Linked DNA regions of Gasterosteus aculeatus: regions 2 and 3 are each linked to region 1. A link is a contact called in public Hi-C data. All regions are on one chromosome and are shown on one strand. The core of a region is the stretch at or near the end of the contact, and the rest is flanking DNA. Distances in the headings are between cores, read along the strand shown. Region 1 holds the start of ppargc1b (peroxisome proliferator-activated receptor gamma, coactivator 1 beta). Region 2 has its middle 26 kb from the start of arhgef37. Region 3 overlaps ppargc1b (peroxisome proliferator-activated receptor gamma, coactivator 1 beta).

Evidence for each region. A called contact is a pair of places that touch in the nucleus more often than the background predicts.
Region 2: a contact with region 1 is called in a Hi-C map of skeletal muscle, with 2.3 times the contacts expected there. The contact joins the enhancer-like site here to the promoter of ppargc1b in region 1. A contact is called at or near these places in 4 of 6 Hi-C or Micro-C datasets (liver, skeletal muscle and whole body).
Region 3: a Hi-C map of liver shows a contact between it and region 1, with 2.3 times the contacts expected there. The contact joins the enhancer-like site here to the promoter of ppargc1b in region 1. A contact is called at or near these places in 3 of 6 Hi-C or Micro-C datasets (liver, skeletal muscle and tail fin).

Annotation. Positions count from the first base shown.
Region 1 is chr4:4,168,635-4,171,631 of fGasAcu3.hap1.1, reverse strand. ppargc1b (peroxisome proliferator-activated receptor gamma, coactivator 1 beta) reads right to left here and starts at 1,470. Exons shown (of 12, transcript XM_078101968.1): 1 at 1,319-1,470. The coding sequence starts at 1,399.
Region 2 is chr4:4,124,611-4,127,607 of fGasAcu3.hap1.1, reverse strand. No RefSeq gene overlaps it. Among protein-coding and RNA genes, the nearest start is that of arhgef37, 26 kb to the right of the region's middle. Within about 2 kb of position 1,382, at least 2 of the 9 cell types and tissues checked have open chromatin away from gene starts, as enhancers often do.
Region 3 is chr4:4,213,562-4,216,558 of fGasAcu3.hap1.1, reverse strand. The region is part of intron 3 of ppargc1b (peroxisome proliferator-activated receptor gamma, coactivator 1 beta); the gene reads right to left. Among protein-coding and RNA genes, the nearest start is that of pde6a, 38 kb to the left of the region's middle. Within about 2 kb of position 1,443, at least 3 of the 9 cell types and tissues checked have open chromatin away from gene starts, as enhancers often do.

The sequences.
Region 1 (2,997 bases), core at 221-2,720:
TATAACCGGTGACCGCCGCTCGCTACCGCCCTCCGCGGGGATCTTGAGCAGGAGATTATTCCGGGATTACAGCCAGTTGTAAAACTTCCCTTAGTGCCTTAATACGAAGCCGCAATGGAACTGCGCTCAAACGCCACATGCATTCATTTCAAAGAGCATTCGCGTGCTTTAAGCGTTGCACACTGGGAGCCGGTGAGCGGGGGATCCCGGAATTGAAGGGATTTCCGAACCCAGTTTGGCGTTTATATCGAAATCCGGCAGACAACATGGGTTGATGAAGTCTTATTCAGCCCCCCGGGGAGACACGACCGGAGAATCCGCCGTCTTTCCGGTTAGCCGCGGCCAACGACCGACGGTGTGAACCGGTCTGACGTTTTGTAACCGTTGCGCGAACGATTACGCAAACGGTTACGAAAGCTCCGAACCGCGCCGGCTTTTCTCGGCTGCTTCGGCCTGGGGGGGTGGGGGGGGGGGGGAGGACATCGCCCGGTAACGTTTACCGATACGACCACCGAGCACCGAGCCGCCCGGTGGGAGCTGATGAAGTTAAGACGCGACGCCACGCGCGCGCGGAGCGGCGGGCACATGCCCAGCGCGCAGCGTACTTAAGCCCCCGTCGCCACGGCAAGCTGCTTACGCTGTGGATCAAGAACATCACAAAGCATGTTTTCACGTGTTTCCTCCCCAAACACACACACACACACACGTTATTATTGAAGAAAACTGTTTGGATTTTGCGAGAATAATAAATACAAACACAATATCCCAGAAAAGGGCACGCCGGTATTTTCTCCGCGTGTTTTGTTTTTGTCGATATGCGTCGTAATGCCATGCGATCATAACAGCCCCTGAAGAGGGGTCCATGCGCGCGGATGCGCACCACGTGTGCATCGAACTTCCCCTCACGAATGCGTCAAAAGTTTCCAAAGCGCCCCCTTGAATACCAAATAATCCTCCGCGAGCAGCGACACGCCGGCTGCTCTCCGCTGCCCGCGCCGGCACCGTCACGTGGACTCCTTTCAATCCGTCAAACGAACACTAAAGTAACGCCCGACGGGGCCGATGGCATTTCCTCCAACGACAACAACAACAACAACAACAACAAAAAAGACAGACGTCAAGACACAGAAGACATTCGCACACGCGCACGCACGGAGACGCCGGGTCGCGCTGAGCCGGCTGAGATGCTGCTGACAAGCCGGGCGAGAGCCGTCGCATCAAGCGGGCTGCAGCGCGCACCGCGGCCGGGGACGTGCAGAGGCGGACCGCGGGGCGGACAGCCCGGGCTGCGGTGCGTCCGGCCGGGCGCGACTCTTACCTGGCTGCCGGAGTTTTCTGTCAGGTAATTGAAGACAAAGGACGAGAGTTCCTCATCTAATAGTGGAGCGCAGTCCGCCATCTTCTAGTGAATGAGGAGCCGCGGAGTCAGAGAGCGGAGTATAGGAGAGGAGGAGGAGGAGGAGGAAGAGGTGCAGTGGGGGAGAGCCGCCTGCAGGGGGCGCGTCTGTTTACACACACACACACACACACAACACAAAAAGAGGTGTATTAAGCCATGCGGGTCTCCTAAATGGGGACCCGGGGGCCTCCAGGGGTCAAAGCAGTGGATCCAGGGGGATTAATTTAACCTCAGTGTGATTGAATCAAGTAATGATTATCGAATTATTCAGCGTAGTAGTCGATTGCAAATGGAGGGATTTCTTTATTTAAGATAATAATAAAAAATACATAAAAATATCCCGTTAATCCGTACAAAGAGACACTTAAAAAGTTAGAGAGAAAAAGAGAGCTCGTCAGAGGGACAGCTACAATGCATTTAAGAGATGGAAATATCAACGTGAACTTTAGTCACCTGTTAAATCAAGCATTTTCATCTTAAGTATATGCAGTTTGAAGCTTCTTGCAACTGAATTTCTTTTACTACCACAATGTGATGTGATGACGGTGATCATCGAAGAGGATTTGGTGAAGTCTGGTTCCGCTGACTGAAGCCGCCCTGGAAGTGTCTGTCGTTCTCTCTAGTGACCACCAGGGGGCGACTCCTCTGGTCCTATAGAGGTCTATGAGAAAATGACTGTACTTCTCTGTTTATTTATTTCCTCAGTAAACATGGTAAACATACGTTTATGGTCTCAATCTATAGTTTCAAGTCCTGACGTTCATTTAATACATTGTGATCCATTTAGAGTCCAATAGACCTTAAAGTAGGGGATGCCTTAGGGCGGGGCTAGTGTGATTGACAGTTCTCTCCCAAATATGTTCTAAGCGACCCGATGACGTTGCCGTTTTGTTATTTACATTCTGAGGGGTGTTGCATTGTCTTCTTTTGGGCCCATAAAACAATCCAGATAATTTACGGATCCTGCGTTTACATTTACTGTTCCAGCGGGCAGGTTTTTTAAGTTGAGTTTCCTGTAATCCTATTTTCCGTGCTTCGATGTTCAAACCATCGACTTCAGACATTATCTGGGAAAAAAAACGAGCCTGCTCCCTTGGGACACGCGCTGTATGCTCTAAAAAATATCCCCGTCGAGCCGCTGTGCCTTTGTTTCCAGACGCCTGCATGGACATCAAGTGTTGGCTGTATCCTGTTACTGTTGCCAGGCAACCGCCAAACCAACTTCTGTCAGTCACTTAGCTGATAAAATTAGCTGCTGCCGTTGTAAAAGAAAGAAGCTCATCAGGTCCTGTCACAACACTGATGCCATAATCTTTTGTGTTGTTGAAGAAGGCCGGACCGTTAACGTACAATTAAACTGTTTTTCTGTTTTCTGGGATTTTCACCAAAAATCGGCATTTGTTGCAGACTTTGTTGCAGCGTGTTCAGGACATTTATGTGGTGAAAACATTTCAGTGATAATTGCAAAAAACAACAACAACAACAACAAAACACCCTGTGTTGGCTCACAAAATAAACAAATAACTTTGTTTCTATCAGTTTCATGTCAGTGATGAAAAAGACTCTTTGGAGGTCGATCGTTTCTTAGAGCGACAGCG
Region 2 (2,997 bases), core at 133-2,632, 44 kb after region 1:
TAATGCTGAATAGGAATTACAGTCTGAGGGTGTAAGAGTTCCAAATTGTGGAATCAACTCAAACACCAACAAAGCAAAATGACAAGTCCAGAAAACATCCACAAGCTCCACTCTGCTTCCTCTTTGTTGGCTGATATCCACTGAAACTGAAGGTCGGAGCAGCTAATTCAAAGTCCAATGTTTCCGCTGTTTAAGCGACATGGCGGGTATTAACAGCAGAAGGTTAGGAGTTGAACGAGACTTAATTGGCGAAGGGTCAACTCGATCACCGCAAACATCCGGCGTCGCATTAATGGAAATGCTTTTCACTTATTAGGGAAAAAAACGAATGATCCTTGAAATACGTATGACATTTTGGGATCCACACAAGCCCTCGAGGGAAAACAAGAGCCTCTCTTGTTTTTTGTGCACATTTCAATCCGCACTCTACGAATGCTTGATTTGATTTGAAGTAGGTCGACCATGACCCAACAGCACCAGGAAACAGGGGGGGCCCATGTAGTGAGAAATAGCCGTTTACTATTTGTTCCGTTCATACAGTCTGGATCACACCTCGGTACATTTAAGCTTCATGAGGAGGGAGAATTGATACTGATGATTTAGACACTTTCAACATTTCTGTGATGTGGATATTATTTCTGCCTCTTTCTTTCCAACATACAGTTTGCCCTACAGAAGGATGGCTGCTCATTAAGAGGCTTCAGCTGCTTTCTCGGTGTGAAATAATTGCTGCAGAAGTTTTATTACTACCCAGTCAAAAACAGCTGAGGGACGAAGCGTCTCTGATCTGATAAAACAACAGTTTTTAGGTTGTTTACAAGGCAGTTAAAGCCCCATAGCAACAAAAAGAGGGCCGCTGGGCGAGTAAATCGTCACGCCGTTGGTCGCTCTCTAAAATAAACACCAGGAGGCGAACGAGGGCGGACCTTAAAATGGCACGAGTAGGCTACGGCTTTACTGTGCCCGGCCCGCTCCCCCTCTTGACCCTGACCTCCCGTCTGCACCTCTACGCGCGCACGCCAGTGTTCCCGTGAGACACACGCATGTGCTCAGCGAGTCGGCTTGTGATCTTTGCACATGACATTGTTTTCATGACGGCAGCATTCTTCTGGCATCGGGCCTCTTGCGGACCCGACCTTGGGCTGTTTGTCGACCTTGAATGACCGGCTCCCCGGTCGGCTGCCTGGCTGGTATGCCGCCTCTTGAAGGGAGGGGCCGTCACCGTTGCTGAATGGGCAACTTCCTCGCTAGGTTTAGCAACTTTAGGTGCCGGTGCTGCTAGCCGCTCTCATCAGAAAAGAGCAGGGTGCATTGGTCTCTGGCAGAGCCTGGGAGCTGTCGATCACACCGTAGCCCCGCCCTCAAGCGTGCTCTGCAGCGCTCCTGTTGGTCAGGGGAGAGAATGCGAGTTTTAAGACACCCTGGTTTTTCAAAATGACTCCTCCTAGACTTAGCTTTGTACTAACAACGTAGCAGGAAGCGAGGCCAGCTGCTCTGATGACCGGTTGTCAACGTGCGTCGGAATGCCGGGTGGGCGGCAGGGCGGCCGGCCGGCGCCCCCGGGGGCCGTTGGGCTGTCAGTCCGATGTTTGCTGGGTGACCGACTGGTTGAGTAGATGTCTGGATGGACAGACTGGCCGCGGTGGTAGAAGTAATCAGAGAGAGAGAGAGAGAGAGAAGCCTGAAATGCTCATGATTGCAGTGATCCAGTGTGACATGTGGAACACTAAGTGTATTAATCCAGTGCTCTGCAGCCCTGTCACCATGCATCTGTCCACTGCTGCTGAGTGTGAGTGCACGCGTGAAAAGCGCTCTTTTACGAGCACACAGTCAAAGTAGTGTGTGTGTGTGTGTGTGTGTGTGTGTGTGTGTGTGTGTGCATGTTTGAATGGACAAAAATATCTGGGTTTGTAGCGTGTTGCACCTCGTTCCCTGGACAACACACATTCTCCCTCACACACATATAAACCTTTTATTGTCATGGTCCCTACGCGTTGCCCAATGCCTTACGTGAGTCACACACTCCGCAGATGTGTTTATTGTTTTCCATTTGCGAATGCCTTCTGACCTCTTAGGTATGATGCGTGTTAAATACTTGAATCCAAGGTCTTAGAAATGGTAAACAGTGGCATCACGATGTGCTGCCAAAGGCCAAAGAACCTGGATTTCTTCATCTTCTGAGGCCCACTCTTTGCTTTTGAATCGTGAGGTGATCATTTTCATTTAGATACATTTTACAGTCTGCTGCAGAGACATGGGAATAAAAGTGGTCTTTATACGTATGTCATTTGCAGTAAAATGGTTGGACTTTCATTAGTGAAACGTGTCCTTTTATCAGCTGCTGGTTCAGGGATGAAAAACGAGTCTGAGGGGCAGCTGGGAGTCAAGGCCAGCAGGAGAACATCTGATTGACAAAATCACTTAAGCTCTCTCCTTCATATTGATATACTGAAATCCTTTGCTGAGCTGCTCTCTCCTTTCTTCTCGCCCTGCGTCCGGCTACCCCTCCTTCGTTTTTTCGCTCTTTTGACCTCCGTCCGCCCGTCTTTTCATTGACGCGGCCTTTATGGGTTTAGTGATAATGTGACCTCCTCTCTCTCCTTCTTTTTGATCTTCTCTTTATTTTTTCTCACCACAGAGTCCTTCAACCCCCCTTAACCCACAACTTTCTCCACACCTCATCTGCAACTCCACCTTTCTCCTCCATTAAATCCCTCATCACATTCCATCTCCTGCTCTTCCCCCCTAATACTCCTCTGGCCCTTTTTATCATCACACTTCCGAAACATCATTTTCTTCTCTGCCCAGTTCTTCCCTCTACTCCCCCTCCATTTCCTTTCCTTTATCTTCCCATCTTCATTTTCCTCCTCTAAGACAGGCACTTATCCTTCAATTTCTCTTTTTACAACACAGCGAGGTGGAGTTCCCGGCTGAATTGAGCGGGGCAAGGTCACGGCGGGATTTAACTATTTTTAAGAAATTAGGGGGGGAGGGCGA
Region 3 (2,997 bases), core at 194-2,693, 45 kb before region 1:
TTCAGGCCCCTCAAACACTCTACTCCACTCTGGACGCCTTCCAGAGCTGCACTGGCGGCATCAATGCAGGCCTTGTTCTGTGGTGGCACACACACACACACACGCACACACACACACCTACAGGGGATATGACACACATACACAGAGAAAAGGCCGAGGTATTTGCAGAGAAGTAGTGTAGTGTAGTGGTGTTGTGTGGTAGAATTAATCTGGTTCAAATTCTAATTTGAACTCAATTAATGTTCGAATATGGAATAAAAATTGTGATGGGTCACAAAAAATGTACAAACAATGTATTTTTTTACATGAATCCAATCAAGCTCTTAAAATGTCAAACAGATTAGCTTGTACACGCAAACACAAATACACAAGACACACACACACAAACACAAACAGTTTCCTCTCTCACCAATAGAGGGCAGCGATACACTCATGACCGAGCACATGAGTGACAGCAGTCATGTGACAGTGAACCACTCCACCGATGGAAATAAGGGATGGAGCACAAACACACACACACACAAAAACACACACGCACACACACACACACATCTGGCAGCGTCGGTAGAGTAAGCACCCTGATGTTGTTACACAAGGCTTTTCTGTGTAAGTGGATGTGAATGTCAGGTTGCTGTTTGTTGCCACTGATATAAACACAATGAAAAAGCCATGATGCACATTCACATTCGATGGAAGAGTTCTGCTCCCTGTTGGAACCTCTGACACGCTGGAGGTGAATGTATTTAGAAAGAAGAAGAAGAAAAACAGCGCTGATATAAATATATGTACTTGAAGGAGGCCAAACACTGCCATTAGAGCCATCAACAGCTGAGAGGACTCTATAACCTCCACACTGCTCTGCACTTTAGCTTGTTAGGATTTCACTCACTGTTACTGTACTGTTCATTTATATTGCACTCATTTCATTTAATTTAAGTTTTTTCTTTTACAACCTGCTCAGTTTTGCACTTTTCCTCCTCACCTAATTTCTGCCTCATCCGTACCTCATTTTTAAATTTTTTTAAATATTGTATTTTTATTTTAATTTTAAAATTGGTCGGCTTTCCGGAAAGGCAAGCACAAGAATTTCAATACACAGGGCGTGTGTAAATGACAATAACAATCTTTGAAACATCTATTTAAATAGTGAACAGCTGGGTTGCGGCTAAGTGGAGGGAGTAATAAATACAGTGTGACAGCTCATGACGCATCATGAGTAAAAATGAGAATGTCTCAAACTAAAAAAAAAAAAAAAAGAAGAGGCAAAAGTTAAAATGTGACTTTTCTTTCTGGTGCTTTGAAAAAAAAACAGCAGTACTTCTCATCAGTGGTTCACGTGACGACGATCTCCGGGAGCTCGGAAAAAAAAGCAATCGGAGGTGCGACTCGTCCCAAACTGCCTGCCTGGAGGCGCCGAACGCCGAACGCCGCACGCCGCGCTCCACAGAACCACTTCACAGGGAGCAGCCGCAGACTGACAGCCATAGTAGTAGTAATAGTAGTAGTAGTATGTGGTTGCGTGCAGGAAAATAGAGACGTGAGTGAGTGAGGGGGAACTTGGGGAAGAGCGGTCTATCTTGCCAGCTGTCAGGAGGAATGAGGCAACGAGCGGTTTGACGCAGCGCTCCGCGTCCGGGGGGAGTCGAGGCCTTTTCTGCTGCACTGTAACACTATTTCAGAAAGCACAAGCCGATGGGGGGGAGAGAGGGAGGAGGGGGGAGGTCACACACAGTGCCGGGGCGGGACGGCAAGGTTGCTTCCACCGATCTAGAAGGATCGGCCTTCACTCTGGTCATAATGCAGCGTACGTGCAGATAGCGACAGAAAGAAAGTGACAGCAGCCCCTTATTGTCCTTGTTCCCCGTATATTCAAAATCTAAATGTAAAGATCTGGACGTTTCAACCAGCTTTAGCTTAATGCCAAAGTCTGAGAGGAATGAACCAAAGTATTAATGGTTGGGAAAAAAAAAAAAATTCACAATTCATCTGGAGATGAACTTAAATATCTGCACCAAAATGTCCAGACGTGGTCTTTTTGCAGATCGCCTCCAAAACCTAAACTGACCCTCGATGACCTTTGTTTAAATCGTACGATTCGCCCGCGTCACCAAAGGCAACGCAGCTCCGTTGAGTTTTTACGCTTCCGGGCATCCGGCTCCCACAACAATCGCAGCGCACAAAAAAAACCCCGCAAGCAGCTCCCCTCCTCTGCCGCGAGATTCAAGTGGAATTAAGTGCAATAAGGCCGCGTAACAGCAGCAATCACGAGTCATTTATCGCAGAGAAAAAAGCTTCCTGCTTCAATCAAGCCGCGGAGGCGGCGGAGTGAAAGTAGGGCACGGCGCTCACTGTGGAGGGATACGGCGGTTTGTGGTTCCCGCGTGATGGAGACGGAGGTTTAGTGTGTGTGGGGGGGGAGGGCGGGGAAACAAAGTTGGTCGTTTCCCTTAAGTTTGTTCCTGATCCTGATCCTAAACGCGATCCAGTTACAGCCCGCCCTGAAGCTGAGAACGTCAGACGTCATCACATCAGCTCCATTTAAACCGACCCGACCGTTAAATACTCCTGAAAGAAGCCTTCAAGTCGTCGCTCAACCAAACTTAACTAAACTCCTCAGCAGGCGTTTGAGTAAGAATCTGTAACGCGTCCTCAGTCCGGCGCCATTCGTCTCTCCTTCTATTCTCGGGAAGGACGCGTGCAACTTGGAAATACAGAACGCCACACACACACACACACACACACACACACACACACACACACACACACACAGACGCACTCTGCACACAAACAGGATTGGAGGAAAGGTCAAACTTCGTGTTTTCCTGGAGTTGAGGGGGGACTTTGAACCTCGCGGACCCGGCGAGGGGAAACATCAAGGTTATCGACACAGATTAAGATACTTGAGGGGAGATTCGGGGGGGAGAAACGGGGGGGGGGGGAGAAACGGGGGGGGGTCTGTGATCCAAACAACCATGGCCTCGGAAAGAGGAGGCGTTC